Linked DNA regions of Sus scrofa: regions 1 and 3 are each linked to region 2. Evidence: chromatin contacts called from public Hi-C data. All regions are on one chromosome and are shown on one strand. The core of a region is the stretch at or near the end of the contact, and the rest is flanking DNA. Distances in the headings are between cores, read along the strand shown. Region 1 has its middle 51 kb from the start of SMIM20. Region 2 overlaps RBPJ (recombining binding protein suppressor of hairless). Region 3 holds the start of SMIM20 (small integral membrane protein 20).

Region 1 (3,344 bases), core at 528-3,027, 390 kb before region 2:
GATTTCAGGGCTCAGACTGGTTTTTTTTCATTTTTCCTTTTTTATTCTTTTTTTTTGTTAGGGCCACACTTGCAGTATATGGAAGTTCCCAGGCTAGGGGCTGAATCAGCACTGCAGTTGCCAGCCTGCGCCACAGCCACAGCAATGTGGGATTTGAGCCATATCTGAGACCTACACCACTGCTCAAGACAGTGTTGGATCCTTAACCCACTGAGCGAGGCCAGGGATTGAACCCGCAACCTCATGGATATTAGTCAGGTTCATTACTGCTGAGCCAAATGGGAACTCCTGTTTTGCTTTTCTTCTTACTGCTGCACCTGTGGCATATGGACATTCCCACCCGGGGGTGGAATCCGAGCTGCACCTGCAGCCTGTGCCACAGCCTCAGCCACCCTGAATCTGAGCTGCATCTGCGACCTCCGCTGCAGCTTGCAGCAACACAGGATCCTTAACCCCGCTAGCGAGGCCAGGAATCAAACCCGTATCCTCCCAGAGACAATGTCCAGACTTTAACCTGCTGAACCACAAGGGGTGCTCCTGACACTGGTTGTTTGATGCATCCCTAGGCTAATTGACATGTACTTTATTAAGATTAAAAACAAACTGGAAGAGGGACATGATAGGATTAAACTGAGGGATGGAAGTTACATCAATAACAGCTAATTATTGAGACCTGCTGTATGTCAGCCTCCCTTCTAAGTGCCTTCTGTGCGCTATGCGGTTGAATCTAGGACAGTTGCAGGAGGAAGGCTCGATCCTTCTCATCGTCATTCTCACCATCCCCCGGATAAGGAAGCCCAGGCACTGAATGAATATAAAACCATCATGTAACCACGAAGGACATGGTGAGAACCATTGTGACCCCGAGTTAACTGACAGGTGAGTAATTTGCTCAAGGGCAAATTCAAAGGGAGAGATGGGATTAGACGGTGGCCCAGGGCCCGCGTCTCTAACCATCTGACTGCACTGCCTGTCTGTAAACATGGAGCACAGCTCAGCCAAGCAGATCTTCCTTACAGGTTACTACCTACTGTAGAAAGAAGGTTCTAACAGAGGTATTCAGAGAGGCATGGGCTAGAGACATTTAAAAATAGACAGGGGCAGTGTTCCTGGCTGTGGCGCAGCGGTTAACAAATCCGACTAGGAACCATGAAGTTGCGGGTTCGATCCCTGGCCTTGCTCAGTGCATTAAGGATCTGGCGTTGCATTGAGCTGCGGTGTAGGTTGCTCGCTAGGATCTGGCGTTGCTGTGGCTCTGGCATAGGCTGGTGGCTACAGCTCCGATTCAACCCCTAGCCTGGCAACCTCCAGATGCCGCAGGAAGTGGCCCTAGAAAAGGCAAAAAGGCAAAAATACATAAATACATAAATAAAAATAAAAATAAAAATAGGCAGGGGGGCCCTTCATAGAGGGATCTGGGCATTGCTGAGCTGGATTAAATAACAACAATCCTAATAGCAAGACTTGGGGCTCTCTCAGTCGTTGTGACGCATGAGGCGCTGTGCTAAGGTCTTTACCAGCATCTTTAGAGCCCAGGATGTTGGTCCCTGGTCCTCATTTCTCAGGAGAGAAGCCCAGAGTCCCCGAACTTGGAGTTGTCACTGCCCAGAGCCAAGGAGGTAGACACGAACCCAAACCTGCCTGCCCCCCAAGCCCTTGCTTCCAACAGCCCTACAATACGGACTGACTTGGAAGGTCTCTCCCACCCCCGGGACTGTAACTCTAAATCTCCAGGGGGAAATGACTCTGCCTCCGCCCCTGTGATTTCATCTCAGCCTGTGTTGATATTTTTACCGAGAGCTTGGAGACCGCTAGGGCCCGGGGATCTGTTCCCCATCTTGAATCAGAGTTCTGGAATGTTGGCCCAAACCCCGGCCAGATCGTTCTGATTCTTTCTCCTTCGTATTTTACAATCTGGGTTTCCGGTAACCGCTGGTGAAGACCCGTGCTTCCGATTTCATCCTCATTTAAACAGAGGGCCTCGTGAGCGCAGGCAGGAGGTCCAAAAACGCTGGAGAACTCTCACTTTGTCTGAGCCAGGCTCTCTGTGGCAGCCCCTGTCCCCTGTCCTCGCAGCCCAAGGCCTGGGTTGAATGGGCTCGGGTGTCGGATGAAACTTCCGCTTCCTCCACTTTTCTCTCTCTGCTTCTAAACCAGCTCCCAGGGATTCCATCATCTGGATGCAGGTACCAGCAAATCCCTAAGGTTCGGCTCCTAGAAAACAAGTACCAGGACCCAGATCTGGTTCCCATCTAGATACTCAGCTCTTCCAAAGACCTATTGGGTCACTGGTGTTAGTTTCCCGTGGCTGCTCTCACAAAGTACCGCCAGCTTGGTGACTTAAAATAACGAAATGTTATTTCTCACAAGTTCTGGAGGCTCAAATCCAGAATCAAGGTGTCAGCAAGGCCATGCTCTCTCTGAAGGTTCCAGGGGAGAATGGGTTCCATGTCTTCCTTTTAGCTTCTGATGGCAATCCTTGGTGTCCCCTGGCTTGTAGACATGTCGCTTCACATGGGGTTCATGCTGTTAGTCTCTGTCTGTATGTCTGTATCCTTTTTTTTTTTTTTTTTGTCTTTTTAGGGCTGCACCCAGGGCACATGGAAGTTCCCAGGCTAGGGGTCGAAGCAGAGCTACGGCTGCCAGCCTACGCCACAGCCACAGCCACAGGGGATCTGAGCTGCATCTGCCACCTATACCACAGCTCACGGCAATACCTGATCCTTAACCCTCTGAGTGAGGTCAGGGATAGAACCTGCAGCCTCACGGATACTAGTTGGGTTTGTTTCCACTGAGCCACAGTGGGAACTCCCTCCTCTTTTTTTTTAAACTTTTAAATTTTTTACGAAGGTATAGTTGATTTACAGGGTTTTGCCAACTTCTGCTGTTGTCTCCTCTTTTTACGTGGACATCGGTCGTCTGGGATTAGGTAGGTCCACCCCCCATCTCAAGTTGATCTTAACACCTGCCAAGACCCTATTTCCAAATATAGTCACATTTGCAGGTACCAGAACTGAGTCTTTCAGCCCATCTTTGGTAGGGACACGATTCAACCTACAACATCACGCAAAGCTCAGTCGGTGAAGACCCTCCTAGGGGCCCTTAGGCAGCGTTTCCTGGGTGCAGACTCTGCTCCCTGTGTAAACCTCACCTGGACTCTGTGAGACAGCTTCTGTTACTCCCTCCACCTTACAGATGAGGAAACGGGGCCCGAGAGGTCAAGCAGCTTATCCATAGTCACACACAGACAGAAATCAGGCTCTTCTGCCTTCTGGGCAGTGAGACGTGAAGGGAGGCTGTGCTGGGACAGCGTTGATCCTTCAAGGATTTTGGAAGGTGGGGAA
Region 2 (3,137 bases), core at 536-3,035:
TGTGAAAACAGTATTTCAGAATCATACTGTCCAGTGTTCTTTTTTAGTTATTCCAGTGTACTAAATTTCTGATTATTCTGTTTTACTTCACTAATGAAACTTAATCATCTGATTTAGAGTTAAATGTAGGAAGAAGTTGGTGCCTACAGTTTGGGACATAGAAACCAAATCCAGATAGTAGCCACTTTTTGCATGAAATTAATACTGGAAATTCAGGTCCTGCTTCTAATGATGAAAACTTATGTATCTAAGAGATTGTCTTCTGTCCATTTAAACAAAACAAGTCAATACCCTGATTGCTTGAGATGGGTCTAAAAGGCCAGCCTTGTACCTCATAGTGAATCTGAAGAAGGAACCATTTCCCTAGTCATGAGCTTGACATTGTTCTGGAAATGCCTTACAAATATCTTTAAATTTTAATCCTCAGAATAATATTATGGAGTAGACATGTTTTAATTCTCATTTTGTGAATAAGAAGACTAAAGATAAGAGATTAACATGCCCAGGTTCACTTTAGTTAGGAGTGATGGAGCCAGGACTGGAACTCCTGGGTCCGTAATTCTAAATTTCATATTTTTTTTCATTTCCCTTATTTTTATTACCTTCCATTTTGCATTTGAGTGTTAATTATCTAAAGCAAGGTTTGGGCATGGAGAAGTTACCTAAGAACCTAAATATGCCTAAAGAACCCAAACTTTATAAACTTAACTTTGCCTGAGATTCTCTCTTTTACCATTAACTAAGTGAGATTGGGCTGGATCTAATGGAAATACGCATAAACATATGTTCACTATATAGCTGCCAACCTGGGCAGTGTTGCTGTTTTTTTCCCCCGGATTTTTGAAGATAGGTTTTAGTACAATTAGATTGATTTATTGCCTCATTTATTCTGCATTTCTGATAATGTTAGAGCCCAGGTACTATGCAAAAGGCTCTTCGTTGGGAATCTTAAAAACCACTATATCATTTAATACTATGATGGATAACTGAGGCCCGGTGGAAATAATAGAAGGGGAAGAGCTATTCAAAAAAGTATAGTCCAGATAAGGTTCCTCTTTGTTAGTAAGCGTTAAAATACAAAGCTGTAGTGGCTTATCAAGTTAAAATAGGTGATTTAATGGTTATCTTTTATTATGATGGCCTTTGTTTTTTTATATTTTAGAATTTTTATTGGGATAAGTAGTTGACTTACAAAGTTGTGGTAAGTTCAGGTATACAGCAAAGTAAATCCGTTATACGTATGCATATATCCATTCCTCTTTAGATTCTTTTCCCATGTAGGTTACCACACAGTACTGCGTAAATTCTCCTGTGTTATACAGTAGGTCCTCATTCCTGTCTGTTCTCTATATAGTCATGTGTATATGTCAATCCCAGCCCCATAATTTACCCATCTCCTACTTTCTCCTTTTGTATGATTGCCTTTATTTTCAGCTTCTTTCTATTATTTGGGTATAGCCTGGTCAGTCTAAAACCCCAAAGGAAAGCTCAAAGAATCTAAGCTTCTGACTCCAAAAAATGGGGAAAAAAAAAAAAAAAGAAAAAGCCAGAATAACCTCTTTCATATGTATTAAAATTTCTAGAAGAAACATGCACTAGTTTTACAATAAACGTAGAAACCTATTAAAATTACTCTAGTTTTTAATAGTGTTAGTAAGGGTCTGCTAACAGAGTCCAGCCTCCTGGATGACTAGTAAGGCTTCCTGCCGGAAGAGGTCTTGTCCTGTAGCCCCTAGCGGAGTGCAGTGGAAAGAGGAAGCTCTGCTTTCGTCCTTGCTGATCATATTCAGGCCTTTTTGAAAAACTGCTAAGGCGTTAGGCATGAGGTAACCTGGGGACATGACCACAACAGTCCTCTTGGCTTACAAAGTAACTCCAATGAATGATGCTAGAAATATTTGGTCAGGAAGTTTTATCCTAAAATTTAAAATTGTTCTCAGTATTCACTTTTGTGCTTGATAATGAGTATTTATTTGCGTAACTCATCTGGTATCCCATTTATGTTCATGGTTAGTTTTATTTTTTCATTGAAGAAGGTCTTTCCAGATTGAAAAATAAACTTAAAAAAATTATTTTGTCTAGAAGAAAATTTCCATTAAAGATATGGAAACGCCATTTGACATATTAACATTCCTTCAACTTTGTGTCAGGGCAAGTATGAATAATCAGCAAAGGGTAATGATTCTGCCAAGAAAGTTAGATAATGCAAATGATGTTTTTGGATTTTTGTCTAACCTTATATATTGGGCTGAATAAAAAAGCTTCTTTGAGTCTGTAAGGTATTTTCCAGACTTCATCTCAAAATTTGAGGGAAAAAGTTGTTGAATCACCGAAAATAAAGAGTGATTGTTTGAACTAGGAAATTATTAAAATCATAAATGTGTGCATAACGCCACCAAGTGGCCGATAAAAAGCATTGCTTGTCACAGTTTATTAGATGGAGCTACTGGGAAAGATTAGAAAATAAAGGCATATTGTTTCCTAAAATATCCTTTTTTAGAAACTGTTAAACTCTGAAAGTTGACCTCTTGATGGTCAGACTTTTCACTGAGTGTTTGGTACATATTGACCAACTGTCCAAATTAAAAAAGAAAATTGATTCACATGCTATTGTAAGGGTGTATTTTGTTTTACTTTTGGTTAATTGACATTTTTTTCTTTTTCCCTTTAACTTCCTTTTTTCCCCCCTCTTTTCTCTCGCTCTCACTCTCGCTCTCTTTTTTTTTTTTTTGGTCATACCCATCACATACAGAAGTTCCCCTGCCAGGGATTGAATCTGTACCACAGCAGTGGCCTGAGCCACAGCAATGAGAATGCCAGATTCTTAACCCACTGAGCTACCAGGGAACTCCCTCCTTTCTTTTGTCTTTTTTCTTGTTTGTAGTTTTTTTGTATTGAATCTTAACTTTGGTTTGATTATTAAATTATTTCTGAAGCCTATGGAAATGAAGAGTTGATTCATTAGCTAGTTTTTAGGGGGTGGCCATATAGGGGTGTTTAAAATATGATTTCATCATTGCACGGTAGAAATTATCTTAATGTTTATATTGGATTTGCTGTTTTCTTGAATCACAACTTTCTCAAATAGTCAAAAGTTGATATAAAAGTAAGACTAGTTCAGAGGCAGTTGAAGAATC
Region 3 (3,058 bases), core at 156-2,655, 440 kb before region 2:
CTTTGCTATAAAGTCTTCTATCCTCACCCTAACAAGCTCCTGTAAGCACCCGAGGAGCAGTTATCTCACCTACAGTCATCTGTCTTCCTCCTCTGAACTTCTGCAGCCCCCAAGACTCCATCACTCATCAGCAACAGGCTGTGTCGGGTCATTAGCTGTCTTTTTATGTATATGTCCTGTCCCTCCATCCACATGACAGGATCCTGGAGAGCAAGGGTCATGTCTTATTCATCTTTGTGTCCCCCGTGGCACTTTGCCTGATGTTTGGGGCACAGCGGACAGTCCATAAATCTGCTGACAGATTGAATACCTGATTTATATGCTTCTGGAACCACAGAGGTACATAGTAGCTTGACTCAACTACAAAACTACAAAGAAAAGAGGAAACCTGTGACCTCCACACCATTTCCGAAAGATCGTAAATCTTTTCTGCACTAAATAATGATGCTGGGGTCAAGATTTGTTCCCCAGCCCCCAGCTGCTGGTATCATTCTTATTTAAAAACGATTGAGTGAAAGCCCAGGGAATCTTAGTCTCAGCTGTCCAGTACCGCTGGGTGGGTCATATACTGACACAGCCCCCCCCCAGAAACATGAAGGATGGCAATCACAGGAAGAGGAAGCAGATCTGTCCTCAGTGGCTTCCACCCCAGGCAACAAGGCAGAGCCCCAAGGTCCCATTAGTAGAACTGGCTGCTGGCTCCCTGCCCTGCACGGATCTCTATTCCCCATCCTCATTCGTAATCCTGACATCCAACAAAGGGAAGAGGGAGAGAGGAGAGCATGGAAGATCAGAGTCAGAAAAGATTTACTTGTAGTTTGGATGTTGCAATAATATTCCTCCCAAGCTAGCCTTGGTTCAGAAGCCCCTGCTGGCCATCCAGGGTCAGGCGATTTGCATTTGTCTCTAATCCCCTCAAACCGCCCTTAAGGCCAAGCAACTTGTTTAAATCATGCAGCCAAGACAGGATTTCCTCATCTGTAAAAGATATGTGGATTAAATCAATGAGCCCTAGAGAGCATCCACCTCTTGGTGGAGTCATGAAAATCAAACCAGTGGTGGAAGAAGGAAGTTTGGTTGGTAAAGGAGGGAGTGGTAACGAGGTCAGAAGAGTGTGGGTGGAGCGGCTGAGAGGTGAACCCGGTTTAGGGCAGGGGGCGGAACTGAGATCAAGAGCAATAAAAGCTCCACTCTCCATTCTCCCAGCTGGCGCTCGCCCTCCGGAGCCAGGCAGCCAGGCGCTGCCAGGCACCGCCCGGAGGCGGTGCGTGGGGTTACACGCCTCGCCCCTTCCTCCCCTAGTCCCACCCCCGCCCCAGCCCCACCCCCTGCCCTAGCCCCACCCAGTCCTAAGCCCCGCCTTCGGTGCCACCCTTGACCCAACCTCTTCCCGCCCCTGTTCCGCCTCCTAGCCCCGCCCACAAGGCCCGGAAGCAAAAGCCGTTTCTCCACTTCCCAGCCGGGTCACGACCCAGCGGGCAGGAGCCAGGATTGCGAGAGCTCGGTGTCCTCAGCGGGTCAGCGAAGGCCCGGTTCAGAGCCATGTCCACGAATCTGCGCACCGCGCTCATTTTTGGTGGCTTCATCACCCTGATCGGCGCCGCCTTCTACCCCATCTACTTCCGGCCCCTAATGCGGCTGGAGGAGTACCGTGAGTGACCTCTGACCACCACGCGGTGCCCTGGTCCCAGTGACTCCCTCTCTTTCCCCATCCTCTCCACGTGGGGCCTTGGGCAGAGCTTGGCTCGCGAGTCAGGGAGACCTGGGTTCGAATCCTTTGTGTGCAGCTTTGTGACCGTGGACAAGTGACTCCACCTCTTGGGCCCTCACTATCTTCATCAGTAGTTATGTGTTTCTGTAGTATCTTAAAATAAAACCGTCTAGCCTCTGCTGAGACTCAAAGGCAGTCTGCACGTCGTAGGTCAACACTAAATACGAGTTAATATTCATAGCTAACATTCACTGCAGGCTTCTATGTCTCGTTAATGCACATAGGATCTTTTAATTTACACCTTTTTTTGAGGTACATGTTGCTGTCTTACAGACGGGGAAACTGAGACTCAGGTTGTGTAACATGCCCAAAGTCACACAGCTGTTAGCGGCAAGACACGTATTCCAACCCAGGCCTCTGTCTCCAGAATTTCTTCCTTGTACTGAAGCTGGGAAGGTGATATTGGGGGAGGGAGGTGGGCCCTAATTGTCCTGAACTTGCAGATGTGTTTATTGCACTTCATTTCCGCTCCCAAAGATGTCTTTGATCAGAAATGTCTCAGAGCTAAACTGTTAACCTGAGGTTTTGGGTTTTTCCTCTTCTTTCTCCTCAAATCTTCCTTCAGATTCTGCTATCTTCCTTCATTTTAAGCTGGTTACTCACATGACAATGGTGAATATCCTGGGAGTAATTTTCTTCCTTAATCATTCCAGTCCTATCATTCTAAAAGCCACACTCCCCTTCCTTGAGACCTATACCTCAGCAAGGATTAGCACTTTGATACATCTGAAACCATCTGTCAGAGAGAAAATATTAGGCATTAGAGGCTCATTTTGTTCTCCAGGAAACCTGAATCATCTAGAAGATGGAAAAGGGCCAACCTTGCCCCTTGAGAATATCAGTGGAGGCTGTGAGCTTGGTGATTTGAAGGCAAAAGTGCTGTATAAATGCTCTGACCATTACAAATGCTACAACATCTGGTTTCTGAGGCAGAGCGGTTTAAGTACACACTCAAATTTCTTGTAGCTTCTTTTCATCAGTCAAGATTGAAATGGCCTCTGCACCCTGCCTTCCAGCCTATCTATCTACGTGACCACGCGTGACCACGCGTGACCACGCGTGACCACGCGTGACCACGCGTGGGGGTAAACATGGGACCTTGGAAGCCCTGCGTTATCTCTCTGTTTTATCCCTTCTTACTTGGTCCTTGCCCCGGGCTATTGTATTATAGCCCCTAGAGTTGAAGCTGGGACAAGGGAATCTACTTTGGATCCTACTTGAAAAGTTTCAGTTCTGAAGACTAGAGCCGTACCTCTCAACTGGGGATGATTTTTGTCCCCCAGGGGA

The links. A called contact is a pair of places that touch in the nucleus more often than the background predicts.
Region 1: a contact with region 2 is called in a Hi-C map of embryonic fibroblasts, with 2.6 times the contacts expected there. The contact joins two enhancer-like sites. A contact is called at or near these places in 1 of 5 promoter capture datasets (liver), 21 of 47 Hi-C or Micro-C datasets (adipocytes, alveolar macrophages, blood and 14 more) and 2 of 2 datasets of contacts at active chromatin or transcription factors (alveolar macrophages and skeletal muscle).
Region 3: a contact with region 2 is called in a Hi-C map of embryonic fibroblasts, with 2.6 times the contacts expected there. The contact joins the promoter of SMIM20 here to the enhancer-like site in region 2. A contact is called at or near these places in 4 of 47 Hi-C or Micro-C datasets (embryonic fibroblasts, heart right ventricle and skeletal muscle) and 2 of 2 datasets of contacts at active chromatin or transcription factors (alveolar macrophages and skeletal muscle).

The regions. Positions count from the first base shown.
Region 1 is chr8:19,749,969-19,753,312 of Sscrofa11.1, forward strand. No RefSeq gene overlaps it. Among named protein-coding and RNA genes, the nearest start is that of SMIM20, 51 kb to the left of the region's middle. Within about 2 kb of position 1,778, at least 18 of the 83 cell types and tissues checked have an H3K27ac peak or open chromatin away from gene starts, as enhancers often do. A contact at or near this core is called in embryonic fibroblasts, where this site is marked.
Region 2 is chr8:20,141,121-20,144,257 of Sscrofa11.1, forward strand. The region is part of intron 3 of RBPJ (recombining binding protein suppressor of hairless); the gene reads left to right. Among named protein-coding and RNA genes, the nearest start is that of CCKAR, 58 kb to the right of the region's middle. Within about 2 kb of position 1,786, at least 4 of the 83 cell types and tissues checked have an H3K27ac peak or open chromatin away from gene starts, as enhancers often do. A contact at or near this core is called in embryonic fibroblasts, where this site is marked.
Region 3 is chr8:19,699,617-19,702,674 of Sscrofa11.1, forward strand. SMIM20 (small integral membrane protein 20) reads left to right here and starts at 1,406. Exons shown (of 3, transcript XM_003356880.4): 1 at 1,406-1,651. The coding sequence starts at 1,543.